3 separate regions of the Mus musculus genome follow, and all the other regions are linked to region 2. Evidence: chromatin contacts called from public HiChIP or PLAC-seq and promoter capture Hi-C data. All regions are on one chromosome and are shown on one strand. Each heading gives the region's core, a stretch centred on a gene start, on an enhancer-like site or on the middle of the called end of the contact. The rest is flanking DNA. Distances are from core to core; before and after follow the strand shown. Region 1 overlaps Cct7 (chaperonin containing Tcp1, subunit 7 (eta)). Region 2 holds the start of Tgfa (transforming growth factor alpha). Region 3 holds the start of Smyd5 (SET and MYND domain containing 5).

Region 1 (3,939 bases), core at 467-2,966, 740 kb after region 2:
ACCCAGGGTGGTTCTTACAGCCTCAGCAATCACTTGGCAGGCACTGATGTTACTCACGAGCTGAGGGATGCCCTGGGAGCTATCAGTACCCTCTTTCAACAGGATAACTGGTGTGGGCTGGAGAAGAGAGCAATTGACTGCTTTTAATCATCTGCTACTTGAGACTCAGGACAGTGGATGGGGAAGATGCTCCCAATACCACGATGGCTGAGTTATCCACACTCTTAAAGCACATTCCCCTGCTACCCAGACTGACTCCCCAACCATGCCAAATTCTGAGACACTGCTGATAACGACGTCTAAACAATAAACTATGATTTCTCCCATATGGCCCTTTCAACTTTTGACATTCTGTCTTGTGCTTCACAACCAGGCTACAGCACACAGCACCAAAAAACCAGGCCCTGCTTTGCACCTCCACCGCCAATAAAATACCTACTGGTTTGTGTTAAAGAAGCAGAGGGGAAGTGGTATGGAAACTCAGGCACTGTCCTAGAGATGCCCAGGAAGGCAGCTCTACCAGAGACCTTAGATGGACTGTAGCAACACACAAAAATCGTGTTTGTCTTACCTTACAAAGTGACATACTGATTCCGCACAGCAATGCCCTCATACCCACTCCAAAATGCCTTCATGTGACTCAATCCTAGTCACACCTCAGAGAAATTTTTGTCTTTTTCTTTTAGCACTGGCTCAGAAGAGTCCCCATCCCTTGCAGGGGGCTTTCTTTGCACTACCATTCTAGAAACTATGAGACCGCAGAATGCTGTTTGTTAAAGGCCTGCTTAGAGCCTGCACTGGTTAGTTCTCTATCAACGTAATGAAAGCCAGGATCATCTGGGAAGAGGAACAACAACTGAGAAAATGCCACCATCAAATTGGCCTATGGACATAGACATGAGATACTCTCTTGATTAATGATTAATGTTGGAGGACACAGCCTACTGGGGATGGTACTAGGTGATCCTGCATTGTTTAAGAAAGGAGACTGACAGGCAGTGGTGGTGCACGCCTTTAATCCAAGCACTTGGGAGGCAGAGGCAGGTGGATTTCTGAGTTCGAGGCCAGCCTGGTCTACAGAGTGAGTTTTAGGACAGCCAAGGCCCTTTCTCAAAAAAACAAAAAACAAACAAACAAATTAAGAAAGGAGACTTGAGGGGGCAGGAGAGATGGCTCAGTGGTTAAGACCACTGGCTGCTCTTCCAGGTTATGGGTTCAATTCTCAGCACCCACATGGGGGCTCACTACTATCTATACCTATGTGGGATCCAATGTCTTCTTCTGGTGTGACGACAGACATGCAGACAAAAGACCCACACACATGATATTAATAAATCTTTAAAAAAAAGAGAGAGAGGCTGAGCCAGGTTGTATTGTGAGGCAGAGGCATGTGATCTACAGAGTGAGTTCTGGGACAGAGAAACTCTCCTAAAACAAAAACAAACAAGAAAGGAAGGAAAGAAGGGTAGGTAGGACAGTCTGGAGTGTTCCTCCATGCCCTCTGTTTCAGTTCCTGTAATGTACACTACCCTTCATGGTGGACTGGAAGCTGGAAGCTGCTCTTCCCAAGTTGCTTTGGTCATTGTGGTGGTGTGAATGAGAATTCCCCCCTCCCCATGCCCTCCTATGTTTGAATGCTTTGTCCTCAGCTAGTGAACTGTTTGGGAAAGGTTACAAGGTTTGTGTCACTGGCTTTAAGGTTTCAAAAGTCCACAGCAGGTCCAGTGTTTGTACGACTCTGTCTCTGCCTGTTGCCTGTGGGTCTGGATGTAGCTCTCTGCTACTTCTCCAGTGCCATGCCGGCCTACCTTCCGCGGCCACCACTCCTCACCATGATGATAATGAACCCTCTAAAACTATAAGAAAACTCCCAAATAAATGCTGCCTTCTATAAATTACCTTTGTTGTTGTGACTTTTGACAGCAACAGAACAGTAACTAAGACAATCCCAGTGTTTACTCATAGCAACAGAAACAACCAGATTAGGTATCTTTCCCCTGGTGTTGAGGATAGCAGATAGCAGCTGGCAAACAAGAGCTCCCTATTTATCTAAACCTGGCCTTCAGAATTAAATGGTCATCTCCTCAGTATTGGCCTAACTCTGCATGTCAAACAGAAGTAGTTAGGGGGACATCATCTCAGCATATTTTTGGTCACTTCTTTGTTAGTAGCTACAATTGCTTTTTACTTTTTATAACACAGTGCAAAAGACATTGAAAGCCATTGTTCCTTTCTTTGCTCATGCCTCTCAAATGCCTCTAGCTTATGTCAAGCTGATATAAAACTAGCCAGGACCATTGTAGATGCTAAATGCATATTACAGCACTCTAGGCTAGCAAGGGTAAAACCTCTCAGCAGAGCTGCAAATGGGCAGTAAGTCCCCCAGCACCAATAAGAAAGCCAAGTGAAGTGTGAAAGCATCACAAAAAAATTATGCCTTTGTGCACAGGCAGCAGACACCCCAAGGGGCCTAGATAACAGTTTTCAGGCAAAAGATTACATGTCTACCAACTGGCTCAGGAGAGAGCCATCCTAAGATGGGAAACTGAAGCAAAAGAGGGGCACTGTTCAGAAAAATATCCCATAGAAGACGTCTGGGCAGCATGGTAGACTTGAGCAAGCAACATAGTGAGCAATATTGAAGAGTGCACACACTTTCTATCATGGGCTATGGAAGTCACTGCATTAAAACATGCTCAGACTGAGTGCTCCAAGTCTAATACAATCACTGTCATGAGGAAATGGTAGCTGCCTTTGCTTAGAATTACACAGAAATAGACCCTGCTCCAGCTGCAAGTCCCCACATACCCATGGCCAGCCAACTTACTCTACCTCTCTTGATACCTATAATAATTTGTTGCGTACTGCAGCCTGAGACTCCACTGTCAGAGAGGACTATAGGTAGGGGCTTCAGAGAGAGCTGCCTAGGTTTCTGCAATCATGTAGATTGCCCGCTGGATGTCTCTGTGAGCGGTATATAGGCTGGACAGAGTGCTAAGGCTTTAGAAGTGGGAAGGATGGGCAGAAACTTGGAGCTCCCACTGTGCTGAGAATTCACTTTTCATGGCACCTCATTTCCTGTGTGGAATCACAAATCTTAAAGTACTTTGCTAAGTGCAGGCCTCCTTTGCTTTCTTCTCTTTGGCCCATTTTCCTTTCTCCTGATGCTGAAGCCTTCCTTGGCTCTGTTCCCCCAAGAAGTTCCATTCTATGCAGACACCATGGTGGGGGCTGTAATATCTCCTCCCTGCCTCTCAACTCCAGTGGATGTTAGAGCTAGAAATGACCTTGGTGAGAGTCTCTGCTTCCAGCTTTCTTTTTTCTTTTTTAAAGGATAGGCTAAATCTACAGAATTGGACTACATTTTTTTTTTTTGTGAAATGTCATCTTAAAATAAAAATGTATAACCATTGAGAAAACAGAATCTATTCAGATTTTTGTTAGATTATTTCATAAACATTTTTTGAACCAACTGCTTATCTGTCAAAATTCTCTGGAGCAGCATTTCTTATTGTATCCCAGACCCACTGAAGCAGGAGCTGAACTTCAGAAATAGCCCAAGTGGATTTACACATACTCTAAAGCTTGAAAACACTACAGGTCATATATGCAAAACCAAAAGGCCCCCAACTGAATTTAGGCTAGTAAATAGTGTACATTTACCAGATCTCAGACAAGTTAGGAGCATGGTTTCAATGCAACATAACTGACAGGAATAAGGGATCCAATAAGGCACAGTTGTGGGCAAAAGACATTAATTACTTGTAGTTGGGGAGATGGCTCAGCAATTAAAAGTGCTGGCTGCTCTTCTAGAAGACTAGGGTTTGAATTCCATTACCCAGCTCTCAATCACCTGTAACTTCTCTAGACTCCATAGGCACCCAAATACACTACTGATGCACAGACCTACAGGCAGCCAAAACAACTAAAATAAAATTT
Region 2 (4,006 bases), core at 1,321-3,820:
GTTTATCGATGTAACACTGGCTGATTTGCCCGGAGCTGTCTAAGAAAAATCAGAGGCAAAGAGCTTCAGAGGAAATACCGCAAATTAAAGGCACGTGGGAGGCAGCCGTTTGAGTAAAGGCACACACCTAGCAGCTGTGATTTGTCTTTTAAAGAGTATTGAATAAAACAGAATCCTCACGGCTGTGAAGTCATCCCCTCCCCCATTTTAAACTACTCTTTAGTACAAGCCAGCTCTTAGAGATTGGTCAATCTTATAGCTCTCTCTCTCTCTCTCTCTCTCTCTCTCTCTCTCTCTCTCTCTCTCTCTCTCTCTTTCTCTCTCTCTCTCTCTCTCTCCTTTCCCTCAAGGAAGGGAACAGAGAACAAGCTGGCTAGAGCACTCAGGCAAGGAGAAAATTACAGTGTGACAGCGTGGGGTCTGCTTCGAGTTAAAGGGACTGGGGGAGCACAGCTGTCAACAGCAGCCTGGAGGAATCACTTCTGCTCTCATTTTCACTGAATTAAACCACCTCGCCATCAGAGAGCTCAACCACAAGAAATCCAACAGTCGGGTTTTTTTTGTTTTTTTTTTCCACAGTCAGTCCTCCAAACCACATCCCCAACCCCAGAGATGGGACTAATATGTTGACCACAAGTGAAGTGCCTTCCACATTTGCACTCCTTGGTCTTTAATAAGGTTGGCCCTCCTAGGACAGTGGCTCTTTGCACCGTTCTTTCTTCGTCTGTTAAATGGGAACAGGATGGCTCCTTCATGAAGTGAGCGTGCAAGCCAAGTGGGTGAACGAACTGGAGCCGCTTGGTCACACCACACAAGCATCCGCAGGGTTCTACTTGGTAATACTATTCTGAGGGGAGGTGCGGGGAGGGAAAGAAACATTTGGATGGGGAATAACCTGCAGGCTTCCCACCGGCTGCGAATTTCACAGCTTTAAATTATGAAGCTTTCATATATGAAGTGAAAGCCGACCATAGAATACACCCAAAAGGCAGCTCTAACAATAAGTGAGGAAATCTGCCCATAACTCACTTCAGGTGAGGGCAAAGCTGGGAACATCTCAACGTGTCCCCTCCTGCAGCAGAAGGAGCCTTTTTAATGCAGGATTGCCAGAGAACTGTGGATGCTTCCTCACTGTGACAGGCTGCTACTCTGGGCACATTTTAGGGAGGGGAGTTATAAACACCTTCTGGGGTCTATTGTCAATAGCGGGGGGTGGGGGGGGTGGGGGACGATTGCAAACATCTTACTTTCTAAGGCTTTAATTATTAATAGTTAATTAGAACCAGGTTCTCAGTTTCAAACTCGCTATATATGGCTGAGGGTAGTAGTATGATTCTATTGTTTCTACCTTCTGAGCACTGGGGTCACGAGCCCGGCGGGGAATCCTACCCAGGGTTTGGTGCCTGAAATACTCTGGCCACTGACTTACAGCTTCAGCCCTCTTACAGGGTTTTAAATGCTGAAAACATCAGACAGAAAGATTCACAAGGCGGCAGCAGTGACTGGGACACCCGGGTACTTCAGTCCACTCTGTCAAACAGACTCTGCACCAGGTAGCTGAGAGTAGCAACACACACTTGCGAGCTTCGAGCTTCGCAGCGGCCGTTCCTCCCACCACCCAGACACCAGGGGATTAGAGGGGGACGATTGTCCCCTCCCCCACTCGCGTTTATGTCCAAGAACCAACTCTGAGGAAACTGGTTATACTCAGGTGTTACTCCCGCCTCCTCTGACAGGGACACCAAGACTCCCATGTAAGCTCATTAACAGGACAATTAATCCGCACCAAAAAAAAAATTAAAAAATTAAAAGAAAATAAAATCACAAACCCACCCAACACCTAGGAGAGCTTCAAGTCGAAGGCTAAGGGTACGGATGCGCAACGCATGCTCCCGCCCCCAGGGACTCGAAAGGGGCTCAGGCCAGGGCCACCTAGGGGTCGCACTGGGACAACCTGCGCTTAGGCGGCTTTGAAGAAGCCCGGCTCGGCGACCAGCAGGTAGGCAGGAGGGCGTGGGCACCGGCGAGCCGACGACGCGCAGAGTAAAGTTCAGGCCGGATCTCACCTCCCGGCGGCCACCTCGCTAAGACTGTCCCCCACTTCACAGTTCTTGGTGACTCCCGGTGGCTCGCACGCTCCCACCCACTCCAAACACCCGCCTCTCTTCTGTTCTCCCAAGCGGACTCAAGAGAAACGCAGAGATCAGGCTGGAGCGGCCCGGGAACATCGGGTGTTGCCTACATACCCAGCGCTAGCAGAGCGAGCTGTCCGGTCGCGGGGACCATCTTCCGAGCGCAGGGTGCTGCAGCCACCGCGCTCCCTGCGGTTGGCGAGTAGCCGCGCGCCGCCGCGGTGTGCGCGGGGGAAAAAGGCGCAGGCGACAGGGCCGGCCCCCCGGCGCGCGGGCGGAGGGACGACCGCGCCTCCCGGTGGCACTGGCCGGCGCGCTGCCCGCGGCGGAAACGGGAAAGAGGTGGAGGTTCCCGCCACCTCTCTGCCTTAGGCGACCGGGGAGAGGCGGACCACCCTCCCGCGATGGGGCGCCCCCGAAGGCGCAGGGGTGGGGACTGGAAGCCGGGGGCGGGGACCTGCGCCCCGATCGCGACAGCCAGTCACCACCCTGGGCCAAGGGCCAGGCAGGAAGCGCCTGGCTTCAGACACCTCCCTGCAGTGCTTGCGCCCAGGGTCGCCGCCCGAGTCCCCTGCGTAGTAGCCGCGTCCAGGCTGTAGGCGGCGGAGCGGAGTCGCTCAGGATCCAGTCACCTGTGCTAGGGGCTTCTCCAAGACACGCTTGAGCAGGAGACTGGAGACCCAGGAGCTTGGCCAGTTACCTGGCAAGGTCTGACTCAAGAAAAGCGCTCTCTTCATAGTCAGCCAAACACTCATTAAAGTCGAATTTCCACCTGTGTCCCCATCCTTGCTGGCCCCACTCTGAGTCTCCAGATACATTGTGAAGATCAGGGAATCTCTGTGTACCATGAACTTAATCTCGCATCAACCCTACTGTTCCACTGCTTCGGGGAAGCAGGAGCCGGAACAAGAGCTGGCTTTGTTACAATTAAGTGCAGAACTAAGGAGAAGCTGGTGGTGGGGGTCAGCTAGATGGCCCATTCAGGGGTTGTGTCTTTGAGATGGCCCCTGAATATGAACTATGAGAGGGAAACACAAGAAGGGAAGACTTCTTTTGGATAGAGAATGAATGGCCTGTGGGAGTTTGGGGATGTGTGTGTGTGCACATCCATAGGGGACAGTAACTCCAGAGAGACCACGACTAGGCATAGAGTAATCAGACTGACCCCTCTCCTGCTTCCTGCTGCCTAGCTGCTCGAGAGAAGACCCACTCTCCTAGCAGGTGGGGCGTTGGTCGGGTGTGTTGGACTTGGGATTCTCTTGCTGTCTCTTTAGCTGGATGCTCAAAGTTTCAGAGTTGAAAATTCCAGTTTATTGTAAGAACAAAGGACCTCGTCGATTCCAAAAGAAGGCCCAAGCGATTGGCCCTAATGTGTGGGTACTGTGTTAATTAACCAGCTTTCTGTTGCTGAGACAAAATGCACGCGGTAAGCAACTTAAAAGGAGATTTGGTTTTCTGTTCTAGTTCATGCTCCCTTGGCCAGTCTTGTAGCTTTGGGTCTGTGAAGGGGAAGGACACAATAGTGGGGAGCATGCGTCTCAGCTCAAAAGCAGGGGAGTGGGTCCCAATATCCCCTCCAAGGGTACACTCCCAGTGTTCTAACTTCCTCCAATAGGGCCCCACCTACTGAAGTCTCCACCATCTCTCTCTAGCGCCACCCACTGGGGGCCCAACCAAGCAGCAAAATGAGCTTTTAGGGGAGGAAAAAAAAACCCCTCCCAAACCAAAAAAACCAAACAAGCCAAACAACAACAAACAACAAACAACAAAATGGCGTTAAGTCCAAGCATCCTTTTGTCTTAATTGATTGATTAATGTTTTTGGAGACAGGATCTCACTATGTAGTCTCATCTGGCTTTGAACTCACAGAAATC
Region 3 (4,404 bases), core at 219-2,718, 760 kb after region 2:
ACCTGGACAGATATGGAGATGCTGACAGCAAATGACAACATCTTGGGTCAAGGACCAAGGATATGCATGTTGTTATTATGATTATTTAACCTGACTTTTACCCAGGGGAATGCAAATGAAGTCAAAACCATAGCATTTTGCATATATCAACTGGCAAAGGCACCTAGTGAGAAAACAGTGCCAGAGAGAACAAAAGCCTGTCTGCAGCGAAGCCAGCAGAGACCTTTGCTCTCAGGACTGAGAAGATACAACATAAAGGAGCCATACAGAAGGATTTGGTTGAGTGAAGTGCGCCCCCCACCCCAAAACTCTTATTGATCAACTCCTTGGGTTTGTAGGTTTTTAGACCAGGCTGGCCTTGAACTCAAATCCGCCTGCCTCTGCCTCCCAAATGCTGGGATTAAAGGCGTGCACCACCACGCCCGGCTATCAATCAACTCTTTAACCAAGTAGAAATGGGACCGCTGATACTAAAGATGTACTGAAAACATGTATTAAAAGAAAACGTGGGATGGAGGTGGGGTGTTTCAGCCACAAGGCCCATTAACCAGCACTTGGGTGTTGGTAGATGAGTTCAAGTCCAGCCTCAAGAACAATTTGGAGTGTTTTTTTTTTTTTTTTTTGCCTTTACTTATGTGAATTTTCTATTCTACAGGGAATAAAACACGATTAATAGAGCCGATCATACTGGCACAAGTCTTTAATCTCAGCACTGGTGAGGCAGAGCAGCCTGGTTTACATAGTGAGTTCTAGGACTGCTGGAGTTACAAAATGAGACCCCGTCTCAAAACAAAACAAAAACAAAAAGCACAACAACAGAAGCAACAAAAAAGAACCATAATACGAATCACGAAATCATGTCATTCTCTTGCTTAAAACCCTTCAGGAGAAGTGCTCGGTGTGTAGGTTCTGGTCCAAGTTCCCTAGCTCTCTTTCCAAGTCTCCACCCATACCTTAGTCAGAAGGGTCGCTGGGGAGCCCAGTCTGCTTCATACCTCCGTTCCCTCGGCTAAGTACTCCCCTCACTACCGCCAGAATAGTAGCTAACTAAGCCCCAGCCTAACCAAGATAGCCTTGGCTTTAATCTGGCCCAGGATATCCCTCAACCCCAGGTCTACCCAGAGCCTCAACTCCACCCAGGACAGCAGCAGCACGGCCACCCGCCAGTGGACCGGGCTTTCCTCCCTCCCCCCGCGCGATATCGCCACGAGCCTGGGCACGAGGACCGACTCTGCACCCCGGGCCCAAGCAGCAACCAGACTGGCGCCGAGGGGCCCGGACTCCAGAATGTGAGCGTGGGTTCCCCCGCGTGGCTCTCCGGGCCCGGTCCGACCTGGCCTCACCTTGATGCTGTCCACATAACGGACTTCCACGGAACCCCGGGCACGGTCCGCCACGCCCACGCAGAAGGAGAACACGTCGCACATGGAGGCCGCCATCTTGGGCACGCCTCTGCCTTCTGACCCTTGACCCCGTCCCGGGAGGCCCCGCCCACAGAGCCAGCGAGCGCTCCCTTCCCCACCTTACCCCGCCCTGGGACGTGGCTAGCAATTCAAGGCTTTTGGTGTCTTGGTTGCTTGATTGGGTGGAACCTGGCCTGACTTTGTGCTTGGACTTCTGGTAGACTGTGTCTGACTCGGTAGCTTATGTCGGATGGACAGCATGAATGACGGCTGATGGAGTAGCTCAGGGGAAGACCCCCTACTCCCCACCCCCCACCCTCCAGCCTATCCTAGCTGTGTTCTTAAGTGTCCATAGTTGCTCTTCCCACTGTCTGGTGTTTGAGACAGGGTCTCACTATGTATCCCAGGCTGGCCAAAAGTTTGCAGCCCTCTTCCTGCTTAAGCAGCCCCTCGTCATTACCTCCAACACCGAACAAAGTTTTTAGACCCAGAGAAGACTGTCTTATTTTTGCTTTGACCCTCCATCCTGGTTGGATGCTGGGCTCACTCGGTTTAAAATTTTTCCCTCCCTCTGGTGGCAACATTTTTATTCTATGTTTGGGAGAGATTTGCTTTGAACACATGAGTGCAGAACTTTGAGCCACAACACTGCTTAAAACCAGCATTCCGACTATGCCTATAACCTCTGCATTCAGGAGGTGAGGGCAGGGAGGACCAGAAGTTCAAGGTCAACCCTCAACTACGTAGTGAGTACATGAAACCTGTCTGAAAGAGAAATGCACGTGATACTCTAGCCGAGGATCCTGGTTTGGTTTCCAATACTGGTTTCCAACTATCTGTAACTCCAGTTCTGGGGGCTCTGATGACCCCTCTTCCAACCTCCTCAGGCACCAGGCAGGCACATAGATACATAAAGGCAAATCAATCACATGCATAAAGTTAAAAAAGAAAAAGAAGAAAAAATGATTTCCTTTTTCTATAAATAACTAGGTTGGATCAGTGCCTCAGAGTAGTTGGGGACTTTCTTGACATTGCAGAGTGTGGTTTATGGAGCAGTAATAAATGGACCTCACATATGAGGACCCCTTAAGTAGACACAAAAAATGAATGTACACGAGGCTGGGAGAGAGGACAGGTCTATTTCTGCAACTAGACCTGACTACTATACCTTTTATTGTTTTGTGTCCCAGTTGACTATTCCAGTTGACAGGGGACCTGTGTCTGCTCTGCTATCGTTTCATAGTGACTTTAGGGGGTGGGGGAGATAACTTAGTAATTGTTTAGTAAGTGATTGAGTTTTTGTCTTTTTTTTTTTAAGACAAGTTCTCTCTTGGTGGGGAGGGGGGCATTGCATTTGATACAATGTTTCTCTGTGTAGCCTTGACTGTCCTGGAACTCACTCTGAACAGGCGGCGGAACTCAAACTCAATAAAGCTCTGCCTCCCTAGTGCTGGGATCAAAGGCATATACCACCACCACCACCACCACCAATGCCCACAAAGCTCTATGTGGACCAGGCTGGCCTCAAACTCAGAGATCCACCTGCCTCTGACTCCTAAATTTGACTTTTTGTTTTTCGAGACAGGGTTTTTCTGTGTAGCCCTGGCTGTCCTGGAACTCACTCTGCAGACCAGGCTGGCCTTGAACTCAGAAATCTGCCTGCCTCTGCCTCCCAAGTGCTGGGATTATAGGCGTGCGCCACCACTGCCCAGCAGTGACTTTTTTTTTTAAGTGAGCCAATTGTGGCTGTGTTTGCCACATAGCACGAGGACCTGGGTTTGATCCCCAGCGCCCACATAACAGGATATCAATCCTAGGGTCGAGGTGGTAGAGGCAGGGTGACACCATGGGCTCCCCAGCCAACTAGCCTAGTCAAGTGGGCTAGCTCTATGTTCAACAGAAGAGCCTGACTCAAAAGGAAAAGAAAAGAAGGTAATTAAGACCCTCTGGCCTCTGATGAACATGAATGGGTGTGCACACACACAATGGACCAGTTGTTCCTGAAGGAGATAGACAACTATGGCTGAATTCCTCTGGTGAATAGGACTTCTGAGCCCAGCCTTCAGAAGGATTTCCCAGAGATATGAAAAAAAAGTTTCAGGGTTCCCCCTCTTTTTGTTATTGTCTTCATACATTTTATTTATTTTTTACCTGTGTGAATGTTTGGCTGTATGTGCCTGGTGTCTGCATAAGTCAGAAAAGGGCTTTGGGTCCCCTGAACTGGATAAGCCACCACATAGATACTAGGAATCAAACCAAGGTCCTCTGCAAGATCAAGTGCTCTTAAATGCTCAGCAATCTCTCCAGTTTTTATACGTGTTTTTTCTTACAGCTATTCTGTGAGTGTGTCTGTGTGTGGGTGTGTGCACGGGGGGAGACGATTTTCTCGCTCCATCATGGAGGTTCCAGGGATCAAATTCAGATCTTCCGTTTGGCAGCAAGGATCTGTACCTGTTAGGCCTTCTCCCAGCCCTTGTTTTTGAGACAGCATCTGGCTATTTACTCTGGGCTTACCTCAGACTCACTATGATAGCTCTGGCTGACTCCATCCTTCTGCCTTAGCCTACCTGGTGCTAAGACTACAGGTGTGTACTGTACTGTCCAGCTCCAAAGGATGGCTTCTCGAGGCAAGGCTCTGGATTCCCTCAAACCTACCATTTAATGTCTACAAGTTCATGACAGGCCTTCTCTGTGTAACCCTGGCTGGCCTGAAACTCACTCTATTGACCAGGCTGGCCTCTGCCTCCAGAGCGCTGGAATTAAAGGTATGTGTACACCTGGCTAAAGCCCACTGTCTTGTATGTTGGGTTCTTTACAGGCTCACCTCCCACTACCCACCTTCCTTCCTCTTTCCCCAGAAAGCTGGGCCCTGAGAACAACCTCACTGAGAAAGCTCAACCCTTCCTTTACCCCATCACCTCACCTCAACCCAGGAACTGTGGGTGGGCAGTCTTCAGTACAGAAACCAGCTCTTAAATGTCAGAAGCTGGTTTCACAAGAA

Evidence for each region. Promoter capture Hi-C pulls out the DNA fragments that hold promoters and counts their contacts. HiChIP or PLAC-seq counts read pairs in DNA pulled down with a chosen protein or histone mark.
Region 1: a promoter capture Hi-C map of liver shows a contact between it and region 2, with 4 times the contacts expected there. The contact joins the enhancer-like site here to the promoter of Tgfa in region 2. A contact is called at or near these places in 3 of 39 promoter capture datasets (liver, pre-B cells and stem cell-derived epiblast-like cells) and 2 of 115 datasets of contacts at active chromatin or transcription factors (large pre-B cells and pancreatic cancer cells).
Region 3: an H3K4me3 HiChIP or PLAC-seq map of bone marrow-derived macrophages shows a contact between it and region 2, with 6 times the contacts expected there. The contact joins the promoter of Smyd5 here to the promoter of Tgfa in region 2. A contact is called at or near these places in 2 of 115 datasets of contacts at active chromatin or transcription factors (bone marrow-derived macrophages and pancreatic cancer cells).

The regions. Positions count from the first base shown.
Region 1 is chr6:85,455,293-85,459,231 of GRCm38.p6, reverse strand. It overlaps Cct7 (chaperonin containing Tcp1, subunit 7 (eta)), which reads right to left. Exons shown (of 12, transcript NM_007638.4): 2 at 1-117. Among named protein-coding and RNA genes, the nearest start is that of Cct7, 5.8 kb to the right of the region's middle. Within about 2 kb of position 1,716, at least 19 of the 459 cell types and tissues checked have an H3K27ac peak or open chromatin away from gene starts, as enhancers often do. A contact at or near this core is called in liver, where this site is marked.
Region 2 is chr6:86,193,786-86,197,791 of GRCm38.p6, reverse strand. Tgfa (transforming growth factor alpha) reads right to left here and starts at 2,570. Exons shown (of 6, transcript NM_031199.5): 1 at 2,247-2,570. The coding sequence starts at 2,286.
Region 3 is chr6:85,429,040-85,433,443 of GRCm38.p6, reverse strand. Smyd5 (SET and MYND domain containing 5) reads right to left here and starts at 1,468. Exons shown (of 13, transcript NM_144918.2): 1 at 1,344-1,468. The coding sequence starts at 1,439.